Linked DNA regions of Mus musculus: regions 2, 3 and 4 are each linked to region 1. A link is a contact called in public Hi-C data. All regions are on one chromosome and are shown on one strand. Each heading gives the region's core, a stretch centred on a gene start, on an enhancer-like site or on the middle of the called end of the contact. The rest is flanking DNA. Distances are from core to core; before and after follow the strand shown. Region 1 overlaps Pard3 (par-3 family cell polarity regulator). Region 2 has its middle 220 kb from the start of Gm32590. Region 3 has its middle 31 kb from the start of Gm32590. Region 4 has its middle 110 kb from the start of Gm32590.

Region 1 (2,700 bases), core at 86-2,585:
ACATCTTGAAACAAGTCAAAGGGTGGATTTTAAAACGAAGTAAAAAAAAAAAAAAAAAACCATCACTATCAAAGGCCTGACACGCATTTTGAAGTTGTACAATGACAGTACCCACTAGCATTAAGGCTCGTTCCACCCACAAGTGTCATTCTTGATTGCAAGTGGCCCTGTGTGTGAAGCCTTACCCCAGAGCCCTGCCACGGGAATGCTGGGAATTTTCCATATCGTGTGTTTGAATTCACTGTGCTGCTTTGCCACTGGGTTTTAGGTGTTCAGTAATAATGTGCTTTGTTCTCAAAAGTGTCCCTCACACCTGCCAACTGAGAAACAAGGAGGCTCTCACAGAATGATGTGTTGTTGCGCTGCCCTCTAGTGGTAACTCAAAGCAGAGCAGAAAGGGGGGAGGACCAGGAGAAAAGGCTAAACAGAATGGGGGGAAATGATGAAGAGATCACCTCTAAAGATTTAGTAGTACCCTGTTATTCGATTGGTATAAAACAACTCTGCTGGCATGTCACTACAGACCTGTCTACTCACTTTCAAAACCTCCACGTAAGAAAAATCCAGAGTAAAATCAGCAAGCACACACGTGTATAAACATATACACAAATTAATTGCAGCTTTAAGAAAAGAGAACACTAGCAAGGGCAGGTCTACAGAACGTAACATTTGTTAAGGTGATGAGGACAGAGTGATGCTTCCTAAGACACAGTGGAGGGTGGGCAGGGAGAGAGTGGACCCTCTAGCTAGGATGTGTGCTCTAAGATGCAGCCATATTCACACAACAGTGGCACAAACTCCCACCTTGAGAGGCTGAGTAGGAAGATCACGAGTTCAAGGCCAGCCTGGGCTCCAACACAGCACATCTCAGGCCAAAGTGGGAAAAACAGCGAGAGCCTGTCTGCAAAAAGAGGAGGTGGTACAGCAGCCATTTCTCCAGGATTCAGAGCACGTAAAGAAATATCTAAATTTTCTGAAATAAATAAAACTTAACAAGCCTGAGTTGCTTTTGGAGGTTACACATCAAAAATCAAAATTAACCCATAGGTTCACACTGGCAAGATTTCCTTCGTAAAAGTCAAATCAAGTCTGTAGGGGAGGAACCAAGTAGGGTAGGTATCAAGGGGCTTTCGAAGCAGTCTCTTCTAGTCAGAACAGGCAGGCAGCGGGAACCTGGGTTCTCCAAAGACGCCTCACAATGCTGTTTGAACACTTACAGAAACCTCTATGACAACATCTTAAAATAAAATCTATCTTCACAAAACAGACCAGCTCCGTCCCGAAAGTATGCAGACGTGGGTCACTTATCATCCAGCAATAGCCTTCAACTACAGGCATACAGCGACCTCTTCTGGATCATGAAGGAAATGCCCCAACAGCAAAACAAAGGACTTCCATCTCCAGGTAAACCACAAAACTGCCCAGCCACTTCCCTCCGGGCAACAGCCACAAAATCATGTGTGAAGCTGAGCTCTAAGGATGTTTATCTTTGATTCAGAAATCAGTTATGAACCATCCAAAGACATCCTTTCCCTTGTTACCATATACATGCTTTATAAAGGTTTCTTTCACAGTTCTGAGCAGCAGGAAAGATGCATGACTTGAGTCATTTTGAAGACTGTTTATAACCACACCTAGGATCGGAACACCATTAGCATAATATCTCAGATTCTCTCTGCTCTGGAATTCTTATCTTTGGAACTAAAAATGGCCAGGCCTGAAGATAGATGAAGATTCTGCCAGAAGCATGCCTCCGGAATGGGTGTGTGTTATGAGTGCCACTCCTTTAACAAAACACAGAAAACACACACACTAGAAACCTTGTTCCTAATAGAGTAGAAAAGGGACCACACCTGAGGCAGTGAAAACCACATTCAAGCTTCCCTCACCCTGACCACTCAAAAAAGGAGCGCTGCTATGGGGGATTTTAAGGACATAAATAATAATGCATCAAGCACATGGTTTGCCTCCAATGGGCATCACATACCACATATATAAACAAAAGACAACAGGCTGTGATATTCCCTCCACAAACACTCTCACAATTCTCTTTAAGGAGCAGACGTACATTCTAACAATCCTCTTGTATAGAAATCACACACAAGCAAGCAGGTGCCAGCAGGTGTTGAGGATCCCAGGGAACTGAGCAAACCTGTTCATTTCAAGATGCAGAGACTACAGGCAAAGTGCTACACAGGCTGAACACAAGGATCCTCAAAAGATCTTCTACAAGGCCTCTGTGCTCTGGGAAGATAGAAGTTAACATAATATGGACCTTTAAAGGGGTATCTGAGGCCAGACATGGTGGTTCACGCCTGTAAATCTACCATTCGGGTGACTGAGGCAGTGGGATGGCTAGTTCAAGGCCAGTCTTGGATGTATAGACAAACCATGCCTCAAAGAAAAAAAGATCAGGAAAATGGCATTCCTATAAAGGACAATTTGACAACATCTGTCACTCTATATAACGCACCATTTCCCTTGCTAGTTAGGGAATTGTGAGATACGTTTAATACAGCACTGTTTTTAATTAAAAGAAAAAGAAGGGAATGTGATATATTTAATAAACATAAAACAGTTTCCTGATTATAAAGAGAGGCTGAGTGCATCTTGTGCTCAAGCAAGACACCCCAAATTATATGCGAAAATCGTAAAGACACTTTCGTTAAGACTACCCCTTCATTTCGTGCAGTTTTCCTA
Region 2 (2,731 bases), core at 52-2,551, 840 kb before region 1:
CAAATATTCTTAGCCTAGCTTGATTGGTTCCACAGAAGGGAACACAAGTCTATGAAGGGCAGGCTGGACTCACAGTGATATGGAATAGCGGCCATTTACTGAGAAATTATCAGATCAGGATTATGTGAGTAAGATGCCAGGTACTGTGAATATATTTTGAAGTAGATTTTTTTAAAATTCAAAATAAGATAAGGTAACCTTGACCAAATAAAATTAATATCCTATACCATTCATTCATTCATTTATTTAATTCAGTTTTTGAGATAGGCTGTCACTGTGTAGCCCAGGCTAACTTGGAACTTATTTTTGAAAACTCATTTTGATGTGTATGTATATATGTATGCATGCATCATGTGTGTATGTATATATGTATGTATGTATGTATGTATGTGTATATCTGTGTTTGTATATACCCAAGTAAATGTGTCTGTGTACCTGTGTGTGCACATATGTAAAGGCCAGAGGTCAACATCAGGTAAAGTTCTTAAGTACTCTTTATTGTTTAATTTTTATCTTATGTGTATGTGTGTGTGTGTGTCTTCAAGTCTGTACATGAAACACATGATGTGTATAGGGATCCTTAGAGACCAGTATTGAGTATCAGATCCCATGGAACTGGTGTTATAGATGGTTGTGAGCCATCTGATGTGAGTGCAAGTAATAGCAGGTTCTCCGCAAGAGCAGCAAGCTCTCTTGACAGCAGAGACATTGCTTCAGCTCTTTGACCATCTATCTATCTATCTATCTATCTATCTATCTATCTATCTATCTATCTATTTCTTTATCTATGCATCATCTAAACCTAGAGCTTTCCAATTGGCTAGACCAGACATTTTCCTTCCTTAGTGAGACCTCTCTGGAAATATCCTCACAGACAAAGAGGAGCCCCAAGGACCCTCCTGTCCCAGTCCTGGGATTATGATAATGCTGGCCTCTGCCCTTATATCTTCCTCTTCCTCCTTTCCATCGCCTCCTATTCCTCTTCCTCCTGCTCCTTTTATTTTTATTTAATGTGGACACAAGGTTCTCATGCTTTCATAACACTCATTTTATCTCCTCAGCTCTGGCCTTAAACCCTTGGTCTTTCTCTGCATCACTGTGAAAATTGTCCCTGGATTATAAAACAATACCAAAGATCTCTTTTTCCTTCTGAGTGTGGACGGCCATAGGTCCTTCTGTACAGCAAGGGTCACAGTCTTCTAGATATAAGTCATTTTGGGTGCCTGGGCTGTGCATGAGGCAATGTCTTCCCTCCGTCCCCAAAGGTCTATGTGTGCAACCCTGTTGGAGAACTTTCACAAACATTTAACCCTGACCTTTACAGATCCACATTAAACAAACTGCTGTGCCCAGCCTTCTTTCTTGCTATTGTTGCCAGAGTCTGAGGTTTCCTCTGGAATCTAATGGAGTCTCACTCATTTCCTGTCCGGGGAGCTTTGGCATCCAGGGTGCAGACCCCTGGAGGCTGTAGAAGCTCTCAGCCCAGGGTCTGCTCTTCTTCTGGGTCTTTTACCCTATGTCAAGATCTCAGGCCCCTCCTGCCCAGTGACCCGAGTCACAAGAACCAATGTCTCTGGTTGGTGGCCATCTGGCCCTGTACCAGCCCTATGGATGGTTTGGCTTCCATTCCTCTCCAGTCCCCACACCCCTCCCTTCTCTGTGGCCCAGGAGGAAACATTTAGCTCCCAGCTGCTTGCAGCCTGGACTGGCTCTTCCAGCCCCTGCTCCGTGTTCTGGGTTCACTTGGAATGGCTCTGCTTTCCATTCCCAGGCCCTGTCCATGTGTTCTGTTTAAGACGGTGGCCCGCTGCCACGTTCTCTTTTGCTACATTTGAAATTATTTTAATTTGAAGTTGATGCAGTGCAGCTAATTCATTTCATTCTGCCAGCCACACAGTGTTCTCTCTCTCTCTCTCTCTCTCTCTCTCTCTCTCTCTCTCTGTGTGTGTGTGTGTGTGTGTGTATGTGTGTGTATCTCTGTGTGTTTATGTCTCTCTGTGTGTGTCTGTGTGTTGAAAGGAAAATTCCTTTCACATGGCCTTTGTCCCCAGAAATCTGAATATCTCTTTGTCTTGGCACTTCTCCCAGTAACACCATTTCATGCCCTTTTCTTTTGGCCTATTCTTAGGATATCAGGGTGGGGGCAGGGGAGTCTGGGTCTCTTATAATTCTGTTTCTCACATTGGCTACAAGAAGAAGGACCAGCCGCCCCCCCCCCCGCCCCCCCCCCCTGCCTTGGGCAGTCCATCCAGTCTTCCCTGGTAAGCACTCAGCTTTCCTTAGTCCCTTCTTCTGCTCCTTTTAGCCACTTTCCCCTAACTATAGGCAGCTGAGATCCCTGGAGAGCAAGCATCTCACCTTCAGGGTCAGCTCTTTGCAATGTGAGGTAGGGGGATAGAATTAGTTAACTCAGCAAGCATGCTGGCTTATGGGTATTCGTCATTCTGCATCATAGTCATTTTAGACACTAACCCTATCATTTTAATGTTTTGTTATTAAAAACTGTAATATTTTAACCCAGGAGAGTTAGTTATTTGAGAACTTTTATCCAAGATACTAGGGAAGGTCTGAGGCGACAGTAAAGTGCTTGCTCTGCAGACAGAAGTTGAGTTCAATCCATAGCAGCCAAATGTGAATAAAAAGCTGGATATGGTAGTGTGTGCTTGTGATCCCAGCACTAGAGAGAGACAAGAAGATCCTTCACACTCTTAGGCCAGTCAGTCTAGTCTAA
Region 3 (2,700 bases), core at 73-2,572, 580 kb before region 1:
TGTCAAGAGCATGTATCCATGAAGACATATCTATGACATAATGTGTCGAGTTCACATTTGTAATTAAAACTTTAAGAAGAATTAATAGCAGGAACATGGAGGGGAGAGCCTGCACACAGCAGGCACGCGACAAAGCCGGTTTCCATCCTCGCATCTGACAGACACATCTCCCACAGGCACAAGAACAGCTGTGTAACACAGTCTCCTTGTCTCTTCCAGAATAAACCATAGGCACCCCCAAATAGCAGCGTGGACTTTGTCCCCCGCTCTGAGGCAGACTCTGACTGGGATTCCACTCTTCCTCCTTCCTCTATGCAATCCAGAAGATATTTGCAATTTTCCTTGTCCTTTTCTTCTCTCTCTTTGGTTTTGTTTTTAAATAACAACAGCTGTGCCCTGATTTCACTTCCTTTTATTCTTACAAAGCGGCTGGGATGTGGGGTGGGCTGGAAGATTCCTCTTCATCCCATTGATCAAAGATTCCTTTCTCAAAGCTGGTTCTCTCCCTCCTGTGGATTAACAAAATCCCCGCTTTCTTTCAAGTGCTGGAAGTATCTCTTCTCTTCCTTCAACTCTGTAAAGACAACTGAGGAAGTAGTTCTGTGTGGAGAGAGACCTACAGGAGGGCTTCACCCCAAAGGCCACAGGATACCACTTTAGCCAGCCAGCTCCTGTACAACCTAGAGTCTCAATTTTACCCCTCCTGCCTCCTCACTGGAGAGTTAGAACTTGCACCCCAAAACAGGCAGTGCCCCCACCTTGTGTGTGTGTGAAGGAATGGCATGGAAGGACAATCTCCTGTGGGGGTACAACTTCATCCATCTCATCCTTTAACACGGGTGTGCCCTTGCACACCCATCATGACCTTTAACATAGGTCATGACCTTGCACATACATCAAGTTCTTTAGTCCAGGGTGGCCTTTTGCCTTTTTTTTTTTTTTCCTGTCAACCTCAAACTGGTTTGTCTTCAGTAAGACATTTTCATTGTGTAACAGTACATTTTATTGGTAATCTATGACTTTCTATGATTAGAAGTTTTAATAAGGAGTAATGTTGGAAAATGCAAGTGCCAGTCGGCGGCCATCTTTTCAACACTGCACATACTTGTTATGCACCCAAGTTTTGGCTTCCTAATCATGTTCTAATTGGCTACATTGTTCTCCCTCTGGCTAAGTCTCACTCTGAGAACAGTCATTCTAATTCACAAGGAATCCAGTAAATAAATAGTGAGTATTTGCAGAACCGAAGCATCACACCAGTCCTTCAGAAGGGAGAGCTCAGCTCAGAAATCTGTTGCCTAGCAACACAACTAACTTTCTCTCCATTTTCCAAACCAGTTCCCAGCCTCCTGTTGGTTTGTCAAGATTCCAAAGTAAAACTCCGCTCTCCACCCCCCGCCCCGCCCTGCCTTTTAAATTAGAAATGATATGTATGGGTGTGTGTGTGTGTGTGCGTGTGCGTGTGTGTGTGTGTGTGCGCGCACGTGTGTGTGTGTTTGTGTGGGGTTGGGGAGGGAGAAATTTTCAAGGAGTTGACTTTAACCACTGGTCCCTATTTCTCTGAATTTTATACTAATATCCACTCCCTGGCTCTCACTTGATTCCAAATAGTTTTCCTTCCCTGAAGAAAACTACTTTTATCTTCCAATTAAGCACCATATCTAAGAACAATTTTCATTTCTCTCCTGAAAGGACTCAAATCCCACATGGGAGTTTAATAGATTTTAATTACTAATGACAACACCAGACAGGAAAATGGAACCGGATACATTGCAGCAGGTTTCATGCCATTTAATTAAAATTTCCAGCACTTATACAAACATCTTTGTTTACGGACCCATGCTCAAAAAATTGTAAACCACAGTAGCAAAGGCTATAATGCTGGTTTTGGGTTGTTTTGCTCTGACTTGTATCCCACAGCAGACTTCCCCAGGGAATGTCACTTTAGCTCTTCATTCTGCAAAGAAATTGAAAGGAAAAATAAAACAAAATTTTCCATGGGTTCTTTCTCCTTTGACTCTTATTCAGTTCCATTATCAAGGTGATCAGCCTTAGCCCCCAGTTTCAAGGGCAGTAAAACCAAGCAAACATCACTCCTCTCTCTTCCAGCAGGGCAACCCCGTGGGTCTTTGCAGAACACTGCCATTCAGACACAAGGAGGCTCCAAACATGTCATGAGAAGGCCCCTAGTGCACTGTTATCTTGATGCCTTTTCTTGCCATTCAAAGTCTTTGAAAACTTTTCCAGACCAAAGGCATCTTTTTGTATTTCATGACACACACCATTGTTTAAATGCCAGCATGACCCACGTCATCCATGTAAATCAGTCCAAGGGTCTTAATTTGAGCCCTGTCTCCTCTTGGTTAACTATCCCTTGGTATATGTTTCCATGTACATTCCCAAATTATGGGGCTGCATTAGGTGAAATAGACTTCTTAGACACAGAATATTCTTTGTATATCTATGTCACTGAGAAATTCCTAGGAGGTGAGTCCTCTTGGATCAGAGACAGTGCACGTTTATTAAAGTCTTCCAGACCAGGAGCCTTGTCTCTAACTCCCACCTGGAACTCTTCAGAGCCGTGAGCTTTGCTTTTAGATGTTGAAAATTGAGCTTCAGCATCTTATGTCATAAACACCATGAAGGGAGTCAATGTAAAGGCATGAATAAATTAACTTCAACCAGCAAATGCTCACTTCA
Region 4 (2,700 bases), core at 46-2,545, 730 kb before region 1:
TCTTAGCCCTTTGGTGGGTAGAAACTAAAGGTCTGTTCATTTACCTAATAGTCACCATAGAAAGGTTTGTGTGTACAAAGGAGCAATAAACGTCTATCAAGGGGTTAAAAATGCTTCAAGGTCATTTGAATCTAGACTAGCAAAATTCCAACTTCTCCACATTACTGAAGTTTGAGTCAGTCAATCAACCTTTACAGACACAGCCTCTTTGCAAGAGCTCTTGTGTCCATAAACAAGAGGGGACTTGAACTCCTGGTCCTCTTATATATCTACCTCTTGAATGCTGAGGGCACAAATGCCACACCCAGTTCATGCCCTACTGGGGTTGAACTCCAAGCTTCATGCATGCTAGACAAACATTCAACCAAGTTACGCCCCCAGCCCAGCTTTAGTTTTTTTTTTATTAACATATATCAGCTGAATTTACTGTAGTTGTTTCATACAATTACAAGACTCTGATCAAATCTAATCACACTGTCTATACTTCTCTCAAAACACAATCATTTCTAGTCAATCACTATTTTACCTGTCATTCATCTATGTTTCTTCCTTCCTTCCTTCCGTCCTTCCTTCCTTCCTTCCTTCCTTCCTTCCTTCCTTCCTTCCTTCCTTCCCTCTCTCCTTTCCCCTTCCACATAGGGAGAGAATACATAATACTTGTTCTGTGTGTCCTGCTGGAATAGCTGCAGAATCTAAGGTGTCCCTAGTGAAATGCCCTGGTTGCAGTATTTTCCTAATAATAAAATGTACCTGGAACACATGGCTAGCAATAGAAATGAAGAAAATTTGTTTATAATTTTTTTAAAAAGCACCCCCCTAGGTAGAGGGAGACTAGTGAGCTGACAAGACAGCCATTCCAAAGCTCAGTGCTACTGATCTTTAAAGGTTTTACACAGCAACCATATCTCCTGCATTCTTTGTCCCAGGTTCTGTTTATTACATTGTAGCCCAGGTCATATGGGGTTTCCAGTTTCCCTCTGCCAGCTAGCTTCTCTCATACATTAATCCTGCTGTGCCTCCCCCACGTCTCTCCCTCCCTCTCCCTCTCCCACTCTGTCTCTCTCCTGCCACAGTGTTTATTCTGATCCTAGACCAGTTCCATGTATTTCATTGCAGATGACAGGGTCTCTGTATTCTTTACATGCCACATTCTCTTTTGTTGTCTGTTGATGGATATCTACTCTGGTTTCACATCTTGGCTCTTCTGAGTAGTGCCAGCAATAAACAGGAATGTGCAGCGTGACTTAGATTCTTTTCTGGAGTGCTATAGCTAGATCATATGGGAGTTTTATTTTTAGTCTTAGAGGAATCTCCATAATGATTTCACAGTGACTGTACCAATTTACATTCCTACCAGCAGTATAAGCCCATCAGCATTTGCTAGTTGACATTGTGTGTGTGTGTGTGTGTGTGTGTGTGTGTGTGTGTGTGTGTGTGTGTTAGTGCACATTCATATGCACTAAAGTATGCACAGGTGCTGTGGGACAACCCAGAGGCTGACAACGGGTGTCATTCCTCAGTTCTTTATCTTGTTTATTGAGACAGGGTCTCTCACTGTCCTAGTGCACAGTCAGTAGGCTAAGCTGGCTAAATGACGAGCCTAGGGACCCATTACCTCCCCATCCCTTAAGCTCTGGGGTTACTCGCATGCAACCATGTTTAAATTTTTTCCTTTTTAAAAAATATAAATTCTGGGTGTGGAATTCAGGTCTGCACATTGACAAGGCAAGTGCTTTCCTGCCTGTGCTATCTCCCCACCATAGTCTTTGATTTTTTTTATAACAGAGACTCTTACTGGGATCAGATGGTACCAGCACACACCGGCTGGGAATGCCTCTCAGATACTGCTTCTCAGCTCATGTAACTCTTGAGCCAGTGCTTACCATCAGCTTTCTCTGGTGCTGTGAGCACCGTGTTCACAGCCACTCAGCACAGTCCACTGTGGTGGGAGCTTTGGTAAAAAGCATGTGATCATTCTTGTTATCTTGCTTATGAAAATATTTGCACACCAGGTTTTACTTTATTAATATGTAGGTTTTGTTGTATCAGGAGAGAATTACTTGTGGGAACTAAAGTATGTCTTTTCATAACCTTAAAAAACACTGGGTTTAGGATTCACTTTCTCTATCAGGAAGCAGGACAGATAAAATTCCTCCAGTGTGAGAAGTGATGATGACCAGGCCCTCGGGATCTCACTGCTGGCATGGTCAGTTATGTTGATATCCTTGTCTGGCCAGGGCAAAGAAGGGCACTTTGGACATCTTGCTGTTCCTACTCGCCCATCACCACCATCTCCTTCTTAGAGAAGAAAGTAGCTAAAAGTTCTCTTAAGGTGATGTGGAAAGACAAAATCAAAAGGAACACAAAGCTACTCATATCACCCTAAATTAGACTTTTAAATATGCTATTGATATCAGAGAAATCTTATCTCAGTTTTCTCCTGGAATATGGCAAGGAAGTCATTAATCATTTGATGTTAAATTTATACAGATTGCTGAATAAATGACAAGGGCTAAGACCACAGGCAGTGAAGCAAAGGCAAAAGGAGAAGAGCAGGAAGAAAAGGGGTCATTTCCTCAGCAGGCTACTGGAAGCACGAAGCCAGTAGTCATGTTTATTTCAAGCCTCGCTCCCTGGATTCCTGCCTACCTAAATGGCAAGTAATTTTAAGAGCTTAGAAAATCTTGCCAGACACAAAGA

What was found. A called contact is a pair of places that touch in the nucleus more often than the background predicts.
Region 2: a contact with region 1 is called in a Hi-C map of cortical neurons, with 5 times the contacts expected there. The contact joins two enhancer-like sites. A contact is called at or near these places in 6 of 484 Hi-C or Micro-C datasets (cerebral cortex, cortical neurons, differentiating embryonic stem cells and 1 more).
Region 3: a Hi-C map of cortical neurons shows a contact between it and region 1, with 2.8 times the contacts expected there. The contact joins two enhancer-like sites. A contact is called at or near these places in 2 of 484 Hi-C or Micro-C datasets (cortical neurons and nephron progenitors), 1 of 115 datasets of contacts at active chromatin or transcription factors (embryonic basal ganglia) and 1 of 9 other capture datasets (embryonic stem cells).
Region 4: a Hi-C map of cortical neurons shows a contact between it and region 1, with 3 times the contacts expected there. The contact joins two enhancer-like sites. A contact is called at or near these places in 4 of 484 Hi-C or Micro-C datasets (cardiomyocytes, cerebral cortex, cortical neurons and 1 more) and 1 of 115 datasets of contacts at active chromatin or transcription factors (cardiomyocytes).

What each region holds. Positions count from the first base shown.
Region 1 is chr8:127,189,191-127,191,890 of GRCm38.p6, reverse strand. All of the region lies in intron 2 of Pard3 (par-3 family cell polarity regulator), which reads right to left. Among named protein-coding and RNA genes, the nearest start is that of Pard3, 130 kb to the right of the region's middle. Within about 2 kb of position 1,335, at least 8 of the 459 cell types and tissues checked have an H3K27ac peak or open chromatin away from gene starts, as enhancers often do. A contact at or near this core is called in cortical neurons, where this site is marked.
Region 2 is chr8:128,024,376-128,027,106 of GRCm38.p6, reverse strand. No RefSeq gene overlaps it. Among named protein-coding and RNA genes, the nearest start is that of Gm32590, 220 kb to the right of the region's middle. Within about 2 kb of position 1,301, at least 128 of the 459 cell types and tissues checked have an H3K27ac peak or open chromatin away from gene starts, as enhancers often do. A contact at or near this core is called in cortical neurons, where this site is marked.
Region 3 is chr8:127,773,438-127,776,137 of GRCm38.p6, reverse strand. No RefSeq gene overlaps it. Among named protein-coding and RNA genes, the nearest start is that of Gm32590, 31 kb to the left of the region's middle. Within about 2 kb of position 1,322, at least 26 of the 459 cell types and tissues checked have an H3K27ac peak or open chromatin away from gene starts, as enhancers often do. A contact at or near this core is called in cortical neurons, where this site is marked.
Region 4 is chr8:127,914,301-127,917,000 of GRCm38.p6, reverse strand. No RefSeq gene overlaps it. Among named protein-coding and RNA genes, the nearest start is that of Gm32590, 110 kb to the right of the region's middle. Within about 2 kb of position 1,295, at least 20 of the 459 cell types and tissues checked have an H3K27ac peak or open chromatin away from gene starts, as enhancers often do. A contact at or near this core is called in cortical neurons, where this site is marked.